Linked DNA regions of Mus musculus: region 2 is linked to region 1. A link is a contact called in public Hi-C data. All regions are on one chromosome and are shown on one strand. Each heading gives the region's core, a stretch centred on a gene start, on an enhancer-like site or on the middle of the called end of the contact. The rest is flanking DNA. Distances are from core to core; before and after follow the strand shown. Region 1 holds the start of Ube2l3 (ubiquitin-conjugating enzyme E2L 3). Region 2 holds the start of Slc25a1 (solute carrier family 25 (mitochondrial carrier, citrate transporter), member 1).

Evidence for each region. A called contact is a pair of places that touch in the nucleus more often than the background predicts.
Region 2: a contact with region 1 is called in a Hi-C map of CD8 T cells, with 2.9 times the contacts expected there. The contact joins the promoter of Slc25a1 here to the promoter of Ube2l3 in region 1. A contact is called at or near these places in 1 of 39 promoter capture datasets (liver), 1 of 484 Hi-C or Micro-C datasets (CD8 T cells) and 1 of 115 datasets of contacts at active chromatin or transcription factors (bone marrow-derived macrophages).

What each region holds. Positions count from the first base shown.
Region 1 is chr16:17,197,573-17,203,322 of GRCm38.p6, forward strand. Ube2l3 (ubiquitin-conjugating enzyme E2L 3) reads right to left here and starts at 3,920. Exons shown (of 4, transcript NM_009456.2): 1 at 3,863-3,920. The coding sequence starts at 3,889.
Region 2 is chr16:17,925,547-17,931,153 of GRCm38.p6, forward strand. Slc25a1 (solute carrier family 25 (mitochondrial carrier, citrate transporter), member 1) reads right to left here and starts at 2,673. Exons shown (of 9, transcript NM_153150.2): 1 at 2,440-2,673; 2 at 1,999-2,106; 3 at 1,821-1,920; 4 at 1,608-1,746; 5 at 1,110-1,194; 6 at 889-993; 7 at 643-758; 8 at 484-557; 9 at 1-381. The coding sequence starts at 2,533. The coding sequence ends at 267.

The DNA.
Region 1 (5,750 bases), core at 2,670-5,169:
AAGTACTGGAATACTGTTGATCAACCAGTAGTGTTTGTTTGTTTGTTTGTTTGTTACAAGAGCTCATGGAGCCCAAACTGGCTTCAAATTCATTATGCAGCCTTGAATTCTTGATTTTTGTCTCTAGCTCTCTCTCTCTCAAGTGCTGGGATAACAGGTGTACTGCCATGCCCAGTTAGTTTTTTAATTTTTGCTCTGCAGTTATCTAACCAAGTTTAAACTCTCAAAGCCAATGACCATCAATACATAAACAGAGTTTCCTACCTGAACTGAAAGAATCTATCTAGATCCACAACCTTAAAAATATATCAGCGGGGCGTGGTGACGCATGCCTTTAATCCCAGCACTTGGGAGGCAGAGGGATTTCTGAGTTCAAGGCCAGCCTGGTCTACAAAGTGAGTTCCAGGACAGCCAGGGCTATACAGAGAAACCCTGTCTCAAAAAACAAAAACAAACAAATATATATATATATACACACACATACACCCTGTCTCAAAAAACCAATACACACACACACTCTTCTACAGAGACAATCTGACAAAGTGACAAAGAATGTAGGTTTCCACACTTGGAGCCAGGGGCTTCAGTGCATCATCTCACCTCACCACGGTCTACTACTCCTCAGAACCCTGCCAATCTAGGCTGGAGATGGCTCAGTGGTTAAGAGCACTGGGAACTCTTCCAGAGGACCCAGGTTCAATTTCCAGCAACCCCATGGTGGCTCACAATTGTCTGTAACTCTAGTTCCAGGGGATATGACACCCTCATACAGACACACATGCAGACAACACCAAACCACATAACTCATTTAAAATTAAAATTCTGGGGCTGGTGAGATGGCTCAGTGGGTAAGAACACCCAACTGCTCTTCCAAAGGTCCGGAGTTCAAATCCCAGCAACCACATGGTGGCTCACAACCATCCGTAACGAGATCTGACGCCCTCTTCTGGTGTGTCTGAAGACAGCTACAGTGTACTTACATATAATAAATAAATAAATCTTTAAAATTAAAATTCTTAGCCGGGCGTGGTGGCACACGCCTTTAATCCCAGCACTCGGGAGTCAGAGGCAGGCGGATTTCTGAGTTCGAGGCCAGCCTGGTCTACAAAGTGAGCTCCAGGACAGCCAGGGCTATACAGAGAAACCCTGTCTCGAAAAAACAAAAAACAAAACAAAAACAAAAATAAAATTAAAACTCTTGCAATCTATCTAAACACAAACTGCCTCATATGCAAAAATTAGATGACAATAGACTAATTTTGAGTGTTGAAAACAAAAAAGAACTTAAGTAAAATAAGCTTGAATTCTTATGTACTTAAACTTTTTCCTGAGCTCAAATTTTATAAAAAACAATTTTAAAACTGTGATTTCCCTCCTAGATGTCTGACATCTAGATCAACAAGGCTAGGGGGATACCAGGATGAAATTATGTCAGCTGATCCTGGTGAGTCATTCCTGTAATTCTAGCAGTCAGGAGACTGAGGCAGGAGAATCACTTTGAATTTTAAGTCAGCCTGGGATACCGAGGAAGACCATGTCTCAAAAAAAAAGGGGGGGGGGGGGGATACTGGTTGGGGGTGGCACATGCTTTTGATCCCAGCACCAGTGAGGCAGAAGCAGGCAGATGGCTTCAGTTCACGGCCAGCCTGGTCTACAGAGTGAGTTCCAGAACACCAAAAGCTACACAGAGCAACCCTGTCTTTAAAAAAAATAAAAAGCCAACCCCTGCCCTTTAGAAACACAAAGCCTACCTAGCATAGGGCAGAAATCTGACTGTTACAAAGAGAAATGTAAAGAACTGTGCTGGGAGTGGGGAAGAGTTCAGAGTCGGAGGCAGAGGTGTTGACCCCAAGGATTCCTCAGGAAGGGAAGGGAATCCTCTAGAAGAGAAGATAACTTTTCTCAGGCTGAGCAGACAGAACATGCAAAGGGAGACTGCAGAGTGAGTACCATCATGAGGCTCTGTTTTAGACTCACATGGAGCGGAGTTAAATCATACATTATCTTCTCCTTTGTGGGGCAGAGGCCAAAGAATCTTTGCGTTCTCTGCTCTCTTCTACAGAACAGGAATAGTAGTATCTAACTCGAAGAGAATATTGATCATGGTCATGAATATGAAGCACACAATAAAAATTGGGAAAATGGTAGCTGGTGCAATAAGGTGCAAGAGCATCTAGAAACTCCTAAGTTGGAGGTGAGACTGGGAGGCTGCTTTCCAAGAAAGGTCTCTCAGGCCAAGTAAGAAGTTAGGATTAGGCTGAAAGATAGCTCACAGGTAAGCTTACCCACCAGAGTTCGAGCCACACTGGACCCGTGGTGGAAAAAGAGAACAAACAAGTTATCCTCTGACCGCCACATGAACGCTGTGACACAATGTGCCCCTCACACACACACACAGACAGACAGACAGACAGACAGACACAGAGAGAAATGTACTTACAAATGTTTAAAGTCAGAATTTCTAAGGACAAAACCAGAGAGGATTTTAACCAGAAGGAAAGGACTAAATACTTGCTTTAGAGAAAAGAACTCTGGAGCCCAAGAAGGGTAACCATGGAAAAGGATAGAGAAGGGGACCTGAGAAAAGGCAGATGAATTCATGTCATCAAATTACAAGAAAACAGCATGCAGTCACGAAATCTTCCTAAACTGAAACCCACAAGGCTGAAGGGACGACAACTTTTGGGGTTTGAACACGGAAGTGATTAGCATTCCTTTCCTGTAGGTAAATGATGGAGTGTCACCCGCAGAACAGATAAGGGGGTTTGATCACAATTGTTTTGTGCCCACTTCCACTCTAGTTTTATCAAATGTTCTCTCTAGGTTTCAGTGAGCAAATGGCTTTCTTTTGTTTCCAGTGACTCCATCAACCAAATACAAATTTGGTCTCAAGAGCCAGCTCCTGCGACCTTTTTTATTTCCGGTCCGGCGAGAGCTCGGCCGCACTACCAGGTAGCACTCAAACACTGGCGGGTTATCTTTAGAGGATGTCCGCAGATCTACTCGTGAAAAACTCCAACTGAGCACCTATATTGTATGCTTCACCAAAGGAGCCAATTAGTGAAGTGACACTCCCATACATTCAAGATACAAAGTGCGTATACCAAGTTATTTTCGTAAACTTTGGCAGGTTTTGATTTCAACGACAGAAACCAACCCCCACCCTTCATCAGGGAAAGGAGATGCGGATGACTAAGAGGTGGATAGAAAAGAGAACCTAGCTACGCAGGGAGACGACCCCACGCCTTCCTAGAGTTGGAACTTGTCGGCTGTGTGACTCTGCAGTCACAAGGCGACAGTTTGCGTGGACCCAACACAATTTCAAAAGACCACCAACTAACTGACCTAACTTTGGCCGCCTGCCCTCCTCCTTCCTTTCCCGTCTCGGGCCTCGCAGCCTCCCGGTCCCGGAGCTGTGGGCTGGCGGAATGGGGCTCAGAGAACGGCGACCGCGGCCCAGGACCGGGCGGCTCCGCGGCGCGTACTCCCAGCCGGGGCTCCGGCTTTCTTCCCCGAGGGCGCCCAGCTTGGGGCCTCCAGGCCCGGCCCACACATCAACGGCGTCCTCGACCCGGACCGCGGCCGCTGCGACGGAGGGCCCGGCTTCGCTCCAGGAGGAGGGGGCTCGAGAACTGCCCAGGCTGATCCGAAGGGCCGGCAGCGGCGGCTCTCAGCGCGGCCTTGCGCTCCCGCCCAGGCTGCGGCCTAGGCGGCCCCGTTAGATCTCTCCGCACGCGGCACAGCGGGGCCACGCAATGAGGGATGAAGAACGGCGTCGCCCCAAGGAACCGCGGCCCGCCGTAGGGGTCCCGGCCCGGGGACGCCGCCCCCCGCCTGGCCAGCGCCAGAGAATGGCTTTTACCTTCATCAGCCTCCTGCTGGCCGCCATCTTGGATCTGGTGCTGCTGCTTTCCCAAAATGCATCGCGGTAGGCCAGGCGGCTAGAACCCCCTCACTTCCTGGAGCGGGGGAGGGGCTAACCGGGAAGAGCGCGGAATAGAGAAATGTGCCTACTGTGTGCAGGTCCCAGGGCTATAGAATCCTGTGTAGACTCGAGTGACCTGGACAGTTAAAGATCCTTACTTTATGGCGCCTCCAATCCTATGGCAAGTACATACAGTGCTTGACACATAGTAGGTGCACTATAAATAGTGTGTACACAAAATAATAGAATAATCAAGATTATTTCAGGCACTACTAAACATTGTGAAGAAATCAAAACTGGGAGATGAGAAAGTTATTCTGTTACTGAACACGTAATACAATCGGTAAAGTGCCTGCCTGATCAAGAAGGACCTGAATTTGGGTTCCCAAGAACCCACACAGAAGCAAGCATGGTCATTAGCACTAGGGGAGGTAAGTTACAGTTAGATCTCTGAAGTTCTTTTTCTAACCTGCCTAACTGAATTGATGGTGAGCCTCAGATTCAAGGAGAAAACCTGTAAAGTACAAACAAGGAAAGAATTCTGTGGACCTCAGGTCTCCACATGCATGTGTGTGCACGCCCACACTAACATTCACATACAGCCTCCTACACACAAGAACTACAGGATCTGCTTCTCAGGAAGGCTCACTGAAGAAATACCATGAATAAGACAGTGCAGGGCAGCCGAAGATAAGTGGATTGTGCCTTTAATTCCTGCAGAGGGAGGCAGAGGCAAGCAGAATATAGATTCTAGCCAGCCTAGCTACATAGTATGATCCTAGTAATGGCTGAAATATCCAGAGAGGAAGAAAGAAACTGCCAGAAGGCAAACCCTACACTCACTCAGTGCTTTTACAAGTGGAGAAGTGTTGGAGGTTGGGAGATGAGATGTAGATAAGGCCTCATGTAGCCTAAGGTGGCCTCAAAATTCACTATATAACTAAAGATGACCTTAAACTCCTGATCCTCCAGCTTCCACCCTCAAGTTCTGAAAGTACCTGTACTCCATGAGTAACATCCATGTGCCCATTAGAAAGGATTTTTGCTTTGGTCTTTTGATGCCCTTTCTATCTAAAATTAATAGACTCCCTAAGGGAAAATCACTTGACACCAGTGGGGGAATGGTGGGCTAGGCCACCAAGACCCCAGACTCCATGTCTCAAAAGGGCTGAAGCTCTAAGGAGAAACTAGCAGTACAGAGCTGGCAACATGAGGCCGACAGAAATGTGAAGAGAATGCATTGCTTTCATTCAGCAGAATATTCAGGACACTTAATTCAGAGGTTTTCAAATTTGGTTCAAACAATATAACTCTTTTTTTGTTTGTTTGTTTGTTTTGTTGTTCTTGTTTTGAGACATGGGCTTGCTATGTAACCTTGGCTGGCCTTGAACTCAAAGAAATCCACCAATCTCTGCCTCCCAATTGCTAGGATTAAGGGTTATAATACCCATCTATAATACCCATCTTAAGATCATATAATTTGAGCCTGGAGGTGGTAGAGCCATATCCTCTGATTTTCCACAAGTACACCATAATATCCATGAGCATACACACAGAGAGAGAGAGAGAGAGAAAGAGAGAGATGCTCATCTGAAGACCCGAGTTTGATTTCTTTTTTGTTTTGCTTTCCTAGACAGGATCTCCCTGTATAGCCCTGGCTGTTCTGTAACTCACTCTGTAGACCAGGCTGGCATCAAACTCAGAAATCCGCCTGCCTCTGCCTCCCAAGTGCTGGGATTAAAGGTGTGCACCACCACTTCCCAGCACCAAGTTTGATTTATAGCATCCATAAGGTGGCTCACAGCACTTATAGCTCCAGTCTCAG
Region 2 (5,607 bases), core at 1,423-3,922, 730 kb after region 1:
TGGCTCACAAGCAAGCACATGGATAAGTGAGCACATATTCACAGGCCAAAGAGACACCCAGCCATGGCCAGGCTGGACACAGATACAATGGTAGTGTTACACACACACAGACCACATGGGATATACAGAACTATGGGACACACCAGGCCACAGAACTTGAGGGACAAAGGAAGGGGCCTTTTGGCACTACTGCACTGGAATCATCAGAGTAGGTGGCGGGGGGTCTGGAATGGAGGAGCTGGGATACCCCACTGCATCCTCCAGGGTTAGTCTGTCTTCCACACTTTATTGAGCAGCTTCACCACTTCATCGTAGATGATGAATACGATGGCCACATCCAGGCAGACTCGGCCCAGCCGGGGAACGGTGCCCTTGTAGAATCTGGGTAGAGCAGAGAGTCTGAGGTGAGCAATGTGGGAAGGAAGACCACCTAGGAAAAGAGGGCCTGGAATGGGGGCAATAGCTCTCCTCTATCCTACTCACGCCTTTGGCCCCTCATTCTTTAGGATCTTCAAGCCGCAGTCCAGGGTGTTCCGGTATTTGTGTGCCTCCAGGCCCTGCAGGACACCGCAGGGCAGAGTCCTTAGACACTAGCCTCTGGCTAGTGCTCATATCCCTACTCTCTCAGCCTCCCATCCATACCTGCATCCTGGTCTTGATCACATCCAAAGGTGTGTTTCCAAAGACACTGGCTGCACCCGCAGTAGCTCCAAAGACCCCCGTGATCAGTGGGTTCATAGGTTTGTTGTGGTTGTCTCCTGGATGGAGTAAGTTGCAGTCAGAATACTGGGAAGATTAAGTCAGAGGGGAGCTTTGGAGGCTAGGAAAAACCTGGGGTAGGGTGTGCCTGCCCTTCCAGGAATAAGCTGCCCTCAGGGTTTGGTGTACCTTGGTACCAGTTGCGTAGGGAGGTCATGACAAAGAATCGGATGGCTTGGTTTGAGCCCTGCTTCAGTACAGTCGCAGTAAGGCCTTGGTATGTTCCCTTTAGCCCTTGGGACAGGCAGACAGGAGTCAAGCTGGAGCCTTCCAGGCCCTGCCTGCAGTCAAGGGGGAGCCACTCAAGTAGATGCTGTCCCACTTAGCAGGTCTCCATTCTCCAGGCTTACCTTGTTCCCGAATAATCTCTCTAACCCCGTGGAAAAATCCTCGGTACTTGGGGTTGGAGGAAGTCTGGTCATGGATGAACTTCACCTAAAAGGAAGGAAGCAATGGCCCTGGTTCCTGGCCACATCTGCACTTTATCTGGCAGACCCAGACCTTACCAACGTTAGGCCAAAGCTGGGGACTCCCAGCTCTTCTGCAGGAAATCCCTAGGCTGTTCTTGAGTTCCATTACACATAGGCCCCAAGACCTCAGAGGGTTTCCCCAGCGTTACATTTGCTATTTCCTAGACTTTGAATAGTGAGTTATGCTTTGAAGACTTCGCTCATGCTTTTATTACGCATGAGCCGCCACAGGAGACCCTTTCTGCCACCATTTACCACGAACCTGGTGCATATGTGTGGGGACCCTTCCCACCTTGACAGCCTCCATGGGGGCACATGCCATTAAAACCTGGGAGCCCGAAGATACCCTGGCTACCCCTGAAAGGCTCAATCCCTCACCTTGATGGTCTCCATAGGGCACACGACTACCACTGCTTCTGCCACGCCGGCACCCAGACCGCACAATAGTCCTCTCCTGCTGTCGAGCCTACCTTGGGCATCCCGCATGTGGTTGCTGAGGAACTCGAACATCCCAAACCTAATGAAGAAGACATGTGAGGGGGCCCGCTGCGGCCACTCCCTCCGGGTCGTTTCAACAGAGCAGAGTCTCACCTGACAGCCGCCTTGGGGATGGAGCCGTAGAGCAAGGAGCTGAGGCCGCGGTACAGGCCCAGGACGCCATGGCTGCGGACAGTTTGCCGCACGCAGTCTCCTACGGGAGGCGCGGTCAAGACCCTAGCTCCTCTGCTCCGCAGTGTCCCCCTAGCCACCCCCGGGAGTCCCTCCTTACCGATGCCCCGGTACCGCGGTGGGTTCGCTCGTTCATCTAGCTGCAGCTGCGTCTTCACGTATTCGGTCGGGAAGGTGATGCAGATTTCGATGCCTCCAGCCAGGCCGCCTGTGGGGACCAAATGCCTGGGGCTAGGGACACCCTTGCCCGGTGGACCCAGCCGCTACCGCTGCCACCGCTGCCGCCGCCGCGCGGCCCCTCCCCCGCCCGGACTTTGCCCGCGTCGCTGCCAGCGTCCCGACGATGCCCACGCCCCCACCCGGTGGTCTCCGCCTGGAGTGCCCAAGAGACTCTGAGCGACAGCAGACGAGTGGACTTAGGGGTCCCGGGTCGCAACCCCGACACCTCCGCCCCTCCGGAAGTTGGGCGGGGCCTGGGCGTCCCCGGCCCACCCGGAAGCGCTGTCGGACAGGCTCTGAGTTGGGGTTCCGAGTGACCCACCTGCTAGGATTGCCTTCCCGGGGTGCGTCAGTTTGGGCTTCCCGGACCCCGGCGCGGCGGCCGACAGAGCGCGGGGCCCGCGAGGCGCAGCCATAGCGGGCAGGAGGAGAGGCGCCCGGCGTCGACCTCGGGTCCGAGCCTCCGGCGCGGGGTTCTCGGGAAGCAGCGGAGCCGGAGGCTACTGAGACCACGACCAATTCTGGTCCGGGAGGCGGGGTGGTCACGTCAGCTCCCGGGCTCCGCCCCGCGTGGCCTGAGCTGAGCCCCGCCCACGCCACGCCCCGTGCCAGCCGGGAAACTGAGGCTTGGGCGGGATGCACTGGGGCACGCGTCGGGGCGGAGAGCTGAGAGCAGCCAATGGCCGGTGCTGGATTCCGGGGAGACGGAGAACCCCGCCGGAGGCGTGGTCTCCGGACAGCAACGCTAAGCCAAGGCGGGTAGCAGTGGGTCAAGGTGCAGTTTAGAGACACGTGCGTCTGGAGCGCGCCTTGGGGTTAAGGTGGGCCTCGAGATCCTGGGGGCGATGTAGGGACACATCCACCCCGGTGCGTGAATTCAGTCTTCTGAATTATTGTAATAACAGAGCTTGGCCTTCGTGCACCCTCCCGGGCAGTGCGATGATCACTCTGCCCTTCCCGGATTCGTCCGGAAACAGAATTTTCCTAGGCAGGTTCCCCCGACAAATGCAGGTTTCCCTTCCTTTCAGTTTCTAGCGAATCTTTGAAGGGCCTATTAAGTTGGCCTTTGTCCCGCCTACCCACACAATCACCAGGCAGAGCTGCTTTGCTCTGATAAACATGTTTTAATATTTATGGTCGGCAGGAGGCTCAAAGTCTTGAGAAGTCTTTGTTGCCACACATATCCTCAAAGCCGCCTGGAGGGGGCAGCCCTAGCCGGCTTGGGGTGAAGCTCCCAGGAGTCTTTGCAGACCTTTGGAGGCCTAAGGGTCCACCTCCCTGCTGTCTGAAAGGAAGCAGTCGCTGGGGGTGGTCAGTGATCTCCCCCAGCTCTGGGTTGGCTCAGAAGCTATCACAGGGCTTTAGCTAAAACAGAGTGCCCAGATATTGTACCTCCCAGTTGGAGTCCTTTGTGATTCCTTTCCCAGAAAAGGTTAAATGGGTTGAGGGTTGGGTGTGGACACATTACCCAGTATAAACAAAAGCACTCAAAGGAGGCTCCTTGTAGGCAGGCGCTGTAGAGTATTAATAGGGTAAGCCTGTAGGATAGCAGAGGAGAGCCTATAGCTAGTCTGGCTTCTGCTGGTTTTTTTTGGGGGGGGGGTCGGGTTGGGGGATTGTGGGTTGTAGTACTTGTACTGAATGCCATTGTGTGGTCGAGGGGCAGAAGGAACAGGATCAATTCCACTCATCAGAGCCTAAGGCACTGGGCCAGCAGATGTCTGGAGGCAAGGAGTATGGGGATGGCAGTTGGGGGCCAGTGGGAGGTTGGCCAGGCTAGAGGTGCAGCTGGAACACCCCCCCCCCCACACACACACACAACTGGACTCTTAGCTCAGGTAACAACAGCTGGTGAAGGCCAGCTGGCATCCTGTCCTCCTCTCCCACCAGTGTTAGTACTCACTACACCCAGTATATTCAGGATACAACAGCCTCTGAGGGCTTGTTCCATGCAATCCTGGGTGGGCTTTCAATTCAACGCCCTTTCTAGCACACGTGAGAAGGAACTCTCCCAGAGCCTGGTGGGTCACAGCAGCAGTCCACAGCTGGGCATGGAGGTAAGAAAAATGCTGGCTGTGCTAGTGTTTCTAGACACATGACTGCCACACTTGGTCACAACTGGGATCCTTCCCACCTCTACCTACCCATCTGGCACCAGGGCCCAGTGCCATGGATGGCCTTTGTCCCTCTCTACTTCAGGGTGCCAACTGCCAAACACTAGCACACATTAGAGTAAAAGCACAGCCCTCATGTGCTCTCCACATGTCCCTCTTGTTGCTCAGTCTCTCTCAGGCCCTGGGTTTGTCTGTCAGCAAGAGATGAGAGCACATGGTCTGGAGCTCCAGCTAACCATAGAGGGAAGGGCATGAAGACAGGATCCTCCAGGAGAATTAAAGCTGAGGGCATGCATGCTGGCATCTCTGAAGTCTGGGTGGAACCTGAGTTCTCTAGTGCTTTACCCATGGATCTCACTGCCAAGAGAGACTCAGGTCACACTCCATCTTCATTATATTGGCCTGTGCATATGGCTACCCATAGGCTAACACATCTTAGGGGAAAGAGAAGCTGATCTCCTATAGAGGCTGTTCCTACAGGGAGCTGCTGTCTGTGATCAGAGATAACTAAGGACCCTTGTAAATGTAACTGGTTTGTGTGTCCTGGCAGCTCATGCAGTGTGGCCCAGGCATGCTATGTGGATGGGACTCTTAGCTATAACAGGGTGCTGACCCTTCATTGGCCTCTTTAGGGGCCCTTAATAAGGGCAGGCAGCTTCTGGAGGGGCTGCAAACAGCTGCCAGCTCTAGCCTGCAAAGGCATTCAGGGCTGGCAGCCCTAGTCCAGGAGACCTGTTTATTTTCTAGTCTACACCAACTAGGATAGCGTCCCTGCCTCAGAATCAGAGTCTCAGGGTATGGCCTTGGGACCCACATGCTTGAAGCGGTCTTGGCACTCAGCAGTGGGTTAGAAAGTGCTCCTGAGAGATGGAATTTCCATAGCATTAGAAACATCCGTCTGGATCAGGTAGCACAGGTCCCTGGAGTAGAACTCTGATACCCAGGAAGGACTTTAAAATCATGCATCGTCACCTTGTCACCTCAGTGAGCTAAGTAAAGTCACCCTCCCCACCCCAACTGTTGAATGGAGTCATTAATTGATTTGTGTGGTAACATTACTACTAAGAGTTTGGCAGAAGGGCATCACTCCAATGGGGTCTCGAACCCATGTACCTCAGGCTCCACTGGATGTTTTGCAGGAATACAGCCTGGCTGCACAGAGCCCAATGGACGGTGCTGAAGGTTTCACTGAATAGCAGTATGTCAGCTGCTACCCCACTGCCATGGATAAAGCCCAAGACTGTCAACTGGCCTGCTTGTCCCACATTCTGGTGGTATGTGCTGATGGCCTGGTCTTAAAGTAGCTCACTTACCAGGAACTGGCTCAGGCTAGAGTCACCGTCAGTCACAGGCTGTGCTGATCGAGGCCAAAGGGA